Regions from separate parts of the Rattus norvegicus genome. Here region 1 is linked to region 2. Evidence: chromatin contacts called from public Hi-C data. All regions are on one chromosome and are shown on one strand. Each heading gives the region's core, a stretch centred on a gene start, on an enhancer-like site or on the middle of the called end of the contact. The rest is flanking DNA. Distances are from core to core; before and after follow the strand shown.

Region 1 (4,041 bases), core at 331-2,830, 200 kb before region 2:
CACATATACACACACACACACACACACACTCCATCACTCAATCCACATACAAGCATACACATTTATTTACATGCACACACAGAGACACATGCACACACAGATACACATAGACATAAACATAGACCTGCATAGACATACATGCACACTGACACACACTTACAAACACACACACATGCATGCTCACTAATCCATATTCAGTCACTCACATGCACATATACATATCACCACACCCATTTGTATACATGTGCATAGACACACACACAGAGACACACATATTCATGCACACGCACACTCACAAACACACACAGACACACATGAAAACACACAGATACACACACTTACAAATATACACACAGAGACACATTCACAAACACACAGATACACAGATATACACACTTACACACAGATATACACATACAGACATACAAACACACAAAGAGATACACACACAGACGGACAGACACACACACGCACACACACACACACACACACAGACACACACACACACACTTAGTTGTTACAAAGGCCCATGAAGTCCACAGAGTCTCAGCTCTTAGAAGAGGCTGCCATGTAGTAAGTATCAGGCAGGACATTGGAAGTTCTGAGAGAATTCATCCTGGCAAGAATGTAGAGCCATGCTCAGGAAACAGAGCAGGAAAGGGGCCCATGTATGGAATTTCATATTCATCCAGGGTAGTGAGTGTTGCTGAACACTCTTACACAGAGAGTGATAGGACTGGGTCGATCTGAGATAAGTCATTAAAGACTGGAGTCTGAGAGCTGAAGAGATGGCTCACAGTAAAGTGCCTGCTGCGTGAACATGAACACTTGAGTTTGATCCCCGGCACCCAAGTCAAATACATAAATAAGTCAACAGCTCAGCAGTGCATGCTTGGTGCGTGGACACGGGACTTCTCAGGGCTCTCTGACCAGATGATCGAGCTGAACTGGCAAATCTCACAGAGTTCTGTCTCAAAAGAATAAGGAAGAGTGTATAGAAGGAGATACCCAACATTGACTTCTGAACTCTACATACGTGTACACATATGTGCATGTACACATGAGCGCATGTATGCACACACAGATGCATGCACACACACATGTACACACTCCTAAAAGAAAGAAAAAAGAGAAAAGAAAAAGAAAATTCTGGAAAGCGACAGGGGCTACAGATAGGCTCTGGAGACAGAAGTCCCTTAGTACAGCCCTACAGGATTCCCATGCCTGCGTCTGGACACTGAGGAGCTTAGGGTAAGAGCAGCAGCCGCTGTAGCCTAGGAGGATGCAGGGAGGGTCTACTTCACTGTGGTGTGTACACACACTGAGAATGGGGGCAAATCTTAGCTGCACCCATTCAAGTTGACTGACCACCGGTCCAGCCTGGGTCCCTAGCCCTTTCTCTAACCATTTCCAGGTTCCATCAGCCAATGGATCCCACCATCAAACCCACCATGCTCTCTGGAGACGCCTGGAGGAAAGACCTAGGACTTCAGCTTCAACAATTCCAGACAAGGTATCAAGTACTCAGTAACCCATGGCAACCCCTAGAGGCTGCTAGAGCCTCAGCAATGAGGAGCTTTTTCCCAAGGAACCTGCCAGTTCCCCTGAGATGGCTCATGCTTGGTGATCTTAGGATGACCTTCAACGGTCTACACACCATGGAACGCTCATAACAACAGTGTCTGAAGGGGACCGTATCCACCCCTCTCACACCTTCCCATGATGTAAGCCATTGTAGAAGGAATGGCTTGAACAGAGGTGCAACTTCTTTAGTAGCCAACAGCTGTGAAGATTGCTCTGTTTGGTTACCTAGCATACCCAGTTTTTAGCATTGAGCCCCCCAAACTGCAAGTTCAGAAGTCACTAACTAGCCACGATGGTAAAGACTCTTCAGGCATGGACAATACTATCAGTAGGTTTCCGCATCTTGGGGCAGCTTGGATAAAGATGGACGGAAGAATATCTTTGGGTTGTCTCGTGGTTATTAATCGGGAGATTCCGGGTAGTCGGTTCCAGAGTTTTGTTCTTGGTGATGGAGGCTCAATTCTTCTTTCCAAACCTTGATCATTGAGCTTTCTCAATGATCACCAGGATCCTATAGGACTGCCACAAGTTGGACTCAAATCAGCCTATACATCTTAACACACATAGGTGGAGTACTTTCGAAGGACCCTGTCACGCTCACATCGGCCTCCAGGACCTCCAGCCTCTCCCTTGTCTAAACCTTGGCTTTCTGCCTCCTTTGTCAGTGGCTAGCAGCCAGACATTAGAAACACAGGCAGCTTCCAGCCAAGCCCTCGAGATCTTTCTAACCCCATTATCATGCCCACGCCCTGGACTTTGAACCTTGGCAGGTGGAGTCTGTCATGCTTCTTAGGTGATGGGGCAACCAATTAAGGGTTCCACAGGCCTTGAGTAGGACTTCTAGCAGGTCTCTGAAGGTAGGGGTGGGTGGAATGGAGACCTGAAAATACCAGTTAACTGCCTCCAAGAGAGAAAGAAGGTCCCTTGTCCCCCCATCCTCGTCATATTTTACGTGTGACCTATCATTTAACCATTTATTCTCTGAATCCTGCTTATGTTATAACACCCACACTCAGGATGGAGGCTGTGCATACTCGGGGGCACTGGACACCTGCTCCCCTTTTCTACCCCACAGAGCCCTTCCTCCCACACCTTTACTCAAAACAGGCCGTGAGGCTACAGGGACCTGTGGCAGATAGGCACTTTTGACTTGGAGGTGGAAGACATCTCCTGTAAAATTATTTGAAGCACTTCAAATAAGTTTGGGATGTAGGCACTTGTTTAACATGTCCCAGCACATATAATAATAATAGTACTACTAATAATAATTCATAATGACAATGATAAGACAGCAGTAACAATCGAAAAAGGCAAAGGAAGATGGATCTTTTTGTTCAAACAGATGGGCATAATATCAGTTGAACATGTCATAGGCAGCGACAAGAAAAATGTTAAATAATTAATAATTTGCCTTTACCCCTAAAATATGTCCCTTGCACTAAAATAGCTGCCTCAAGATGGACGCATCAACATGCCATTGATTTGTCCATCTTGTTTTCTCCTTCATCCCTTCAGCAGTGGATGGTTTGTGATGCAATTAGCCAGGGCTTATGTAGGACAGACGTTTCTGTGACCTCATCATGACACAGGCAGGTGATTGGCAGCACTGATTCGGCTGCTCTATGGAGCTGACAGGGAAGCGGCTTCTGTCGGTCTTTCCACTGCCATCCCTGGCATGTGGGTTTTTTTTTTTTTAGCCCTGACACTTGTCACCTCTCGGTGGCAGAGTGGCTAGCATTATACTCACACACAAAGAGGAGCAAAACGGAACAGGCAGTGCTTTGGAACCATTCAAGAGAGAGTGGAAACAGGGCAGATGTAGTGTAGCTAAGATGGTGACTGGCCACTCTGAGATGTAATTAGAAGGTAGAACTGACCAGGTCTGATGGTGGCAATGGTGAGGGCTCCAACTTCCGACCCAGATAAGTGGAGGTCTGACGGGGACAATGGTCAGGACTCCAACTTCCGGTCCAGATAGGCGGAGGTCTGATGGGGGCAATGGTGAGGGCTCCAACTTCCGGTCCAGATAGATGGAGGTCTGACGGGGGCAATGGTGAGGACTCCAATTTCCGGTCCAGATAGATGGAGGTCTGACGGGGGCAATGGTGGGGACTCCAACTTCCGGTCCAGATAGGCGGAGGTGTTCACAAAGACCAGATTCAGGGTAAGAGGAAAGACCTAGATGTTTTCACTTCTAAGGCTCTATTCATACAGGGATATTACACCGATATTAAAAGTATGGAGTTAAGGGCTGGAGAGATGGCTCAGTGGTTAAGAGCACTGTCTGCTCTTCCAGAGGTCCTGAGTTCAATTCCCAGCAACCACATGGTGGCTCACAACCATCTGTAAAGAGATTTGATGCCCTTGTCTGGTGTATCTGAAGACAGTTACAGTGGACTTATATATAATAAATGAATAAATCTTTAAAAAAAAAAGTGTGGAGTTAAGTAACTGCAC
Region 2 (3,528 bases), core at 343-2,842:
CCATCAAAATTAACTCAAGATTCTAAAGTCGCATTTCACATTGTTGTATAGGAATATCACCATGGCAGGTAGAAACGCCGAGGACCCAAGACTCCTACCATCATCTCAAGCTAGCCTGCTAGCTGGCTCCCCCCTTCCAACAGGGTCCCCGGCTGTGGAGAGGACACCAGGAGTGACAGGCTTCAACCACTGCCCCCACCTTTGGGCTGGGACTGTCTGGAGGAACCGTGATGCTGTGAGTGGGGTTTGCATTTCCCAAACTAAAACACAAGTAACGTGGGGGTTTGCGGGAAGGGGTAGGAGAATAGGCATATGGTGATTAATTTGCAGGCACCGCCACATCTGAAGTGGTAATTAAGGGATAAGGGCAAAGCAACAAGGACCATATTAAAAACCACAATAACAAAAACACCTCGCTAACTTCATCAGTAAGATAAACTCAAGCCTCTTTTTTTTTTAAACCCACTGGATAGGCAACACTTACTAAATTCTTTCCTGTGTGGGAGAGTGCTCAAGAGAGCAGATGCGGGTGGGAGTACAGCTTGCCACATTCTTTCAGAAAGGAATCTGAAGTCCCGTTTGAGAGGCTTTTTAAAAAGGAGGATACTCTATGATTCTACAGTCTCACTTCCAGGAATGTATCCCAACAAAGCAAACACACACAAAAGCATGTGCAGAGATAATCTTTGTAACCATGCCTATTATAGTTGTGAGTTGTAAAAACCACATGGTCATTACAGTCTACAGTACGGTACTCAGTAGTCACTGAAATGTGGGGCCACATCGACTCCCAGACATATTTGTAACATGTTATTAACGGGAAAAGGTGATGACATATGTGTGTGTGTGTTCATACACACACACACACACACACACACACACACACACACAAATATGTCAAGTGATTCTACTTTCAATAAGCAGTATGAACATACAACAAATATAAATTAAAAATGCCAGCCGGGGACAGCCTTCTGCTGGATTGGTGTCTAAACAATAAGAAGGTGGGAACTGAGCCTCCCAGTTACTCTTTACAGACCAGGCCAAGCCCCTGCTCAGTTGTGTCTTTGTCCTTGTAGTGCAGTGGTGCTCCACCTGTGGGTTGACTGCTTGGGGGATTTAAAGGACCCTTTCACAGGGATTGCCTGAGACCATCGGAAAACACAGATAGTTACATTACAATTCATAACAGTAGCAAAATTACAGTTATGAAGTAGCGATGAAAGTAATGTTATGACTGGGGGTCACCACAACATGAAGGACGGTATTAAAGGGTTGGCAGCATTAGGAAAGTTGCGAACCGCCGCTTTGCTGCTTTATTACTGATCCTCACCTCTGATGCTCTGAGATCGCTCACGGTTGCTGAGAGCTGTTGACAATGACTTGTCAATTGTGAACTGTGGAACTGGTTCGGGCCAGTGTGCAACAACAGCAGACTGTACCACAGCAGTGATTCTGCAGATGCTGCCACTCCCTCGGCTCCCTTTTGCCTATCTCTACTTCCGAGCTTTTCCTACCATGATCCTATAATGAATATGCGTGTTGTGCGTGGCTGACGGGAAACAACGGTTGCACAGACGCACTGTTGCCACCTGCTGGCAAATACAGAGAACAGCCATGGTGATTTAAGGTGGACGCCCACAGCATCCGGTGCCGGTGAGGGCTGAGGATGACTGGAGCTCTTCTCTCAGTTTTCCAGCTGTTTCTGCCTGGACTTTTTGCAATGGGAAACAATCTTAACTGTAGAAGGCTTCCTTTACAATGTTACTGTGAAAAAATTCTACCCTCCAGAAGCAAAATCAGGTTTCCTACCTTAGTGCTAAGGGAAAAATCACATTCCCTGCCACATGTAACATTGTTCCTGTGGTCGTCTTTCAAGTACTTTAAGGACTGTAGCTTTTCTAACTCCCTTTTTACAAACACATTTGTTAAGAGTTGGCGAGATGCCACCACGGTTGACTTTGCTTTCCTGGACCCTCAAGATGGAAGGAGAGAATCAAATCCCCAAATTTATCATCTGACACACACACACACACACACACACACACACACACACACACACTCACACACACACACTCACACACACACTCACACACACACTCACACACACTCACACACACATTCACACACACACTCACACACACTCACACACACACATTCACACACACACATTCACACACACACTCACACACACTCACACACACTCACACTCACACTCACACACACTCACACACACTCACACACTCACACACACTCACACACACTCACACACACTCACTCACACACACACTCACACACACACTCACACACACACTCACACACACTCACACACACACTCACACACACACTCACACACTCACACACACTCACACACACACTCACACACACTCACACACACTCACACACACACTCACACACACTCACACACACACTCACACACACTCACACACACACTCACACACACTCACACACACTCACACACACTCACACACACACTCACACACACTCACACACTCACACACACTCACACACACTCACACACACTCACACACACACTCACACACACTCACACACACTCACACACACTCACACACACACTCACACACACTCACACACACTCACACACACTCACACACACACTCACACACACATTCACACACACACTCACACTCACACACTCACACACACACTCACACACACACACTCACACACACACACTCACACTCACACACACACAATGTAATTTAAAATATTTTTAAAAATATATTAAGATCTGACACTACACGGTGTCCCAAGTCTTAGCAGTGCTTACCTGTGCCTTTTTTGTCACTTTGTGGTCGCCCCACATTGCCAAATTGGTACAGTATTCCCTGCGCAGAGTAGAGAAGTCCCTTACCAATGTGTCACCAATTACATTATGATAGTTAATGGAGTCCTTCTCAGGGACCACCACAGACCAAACATTTTTTCCATCTTTTTATTCACACTTTCTTTAAAAGTTATATGGTATTTGTAAATTTTCATTTTATGAATATAGCTGCTTTATTTGCATGTAAATATGTGCACTGCATGCATGGTACCCACAGAAATCAGGTATGGATGTTAGATCTCCTGAGACAGAGTTTCTAGATGGCACTGAGCCATCTTGTGGGTGCTAGGAGTTGAACCCAAGTTTCCTAGAAGAGATCTCAACCATTGGAGCCATTTCTAGAGCAACAGCACCTCCTCCTCCAAATTTTATTTTATTTTTAATTATGTGTTCCGCTCCCGGAGCTGGAGTCACAGGCAGCTGTGGGCAGCCCCACTAGGTGCTAGAAGCTGAACTCAGGTCATCCACAAGAGCAGAATGAGCTCTTAACTCCTGAGTCATCCCATGCCTTTCTGGCCTGACAGATGGTCAGCATCTTCTCCATGGTGTGTCACCTTCTTGGGTCTTGGTCAAATGCCCTTCGATGAGACTTTCCTTAATTTCTCTACCCACAGTAGTTAAATGACCTCCTGTTTGGTCCACAAGACTCTTATGTTCTT

Evidence for each region. A called contact is a pair of places that touch in the nucleus more often than the background predicts.
Region 1: a Hi-C map of psoas muscle shows a contact between it and region 2, with 4 times the contacts expected there. The contact joins two enhancer-like sites. A contact is called at or near these places in 9 of 12 Hi-C or Micro-C datasets (Schwann cells, frontal cortex, hepatocytes and 5 more).

The regions. Positions count from the first base shown.
Region 1 is chr7:31,071,805-31,075,845 of GRCr8, reverse strand. No RefSeq gene overlaps it. Among named protein-coding and RNA genes, the nearest start is that of Tmcc3, 87 kb to the right of the region's middle. Within about 2 kb of position 1,580, at least 2 of the 93 cell types and tissues checked have an H3K27ac peak or open chromatin away from gene starts, as enhancers often do.
Region 2 is chr7:30,875,110-30,878,637 of GRCr8, reverse strand. It overlaps a transcript of Tmcc3 not described here. Among named protein-coding and RNA genes, the nearest start is that of Tmcc3, 110 kb to the left of the region's middle. Within about 2 kb of position 1,592, at least 10 of the 93 cell types and tissues checked have an H3K27ac peak or open chromatin away from gene starts, as enhancers often do.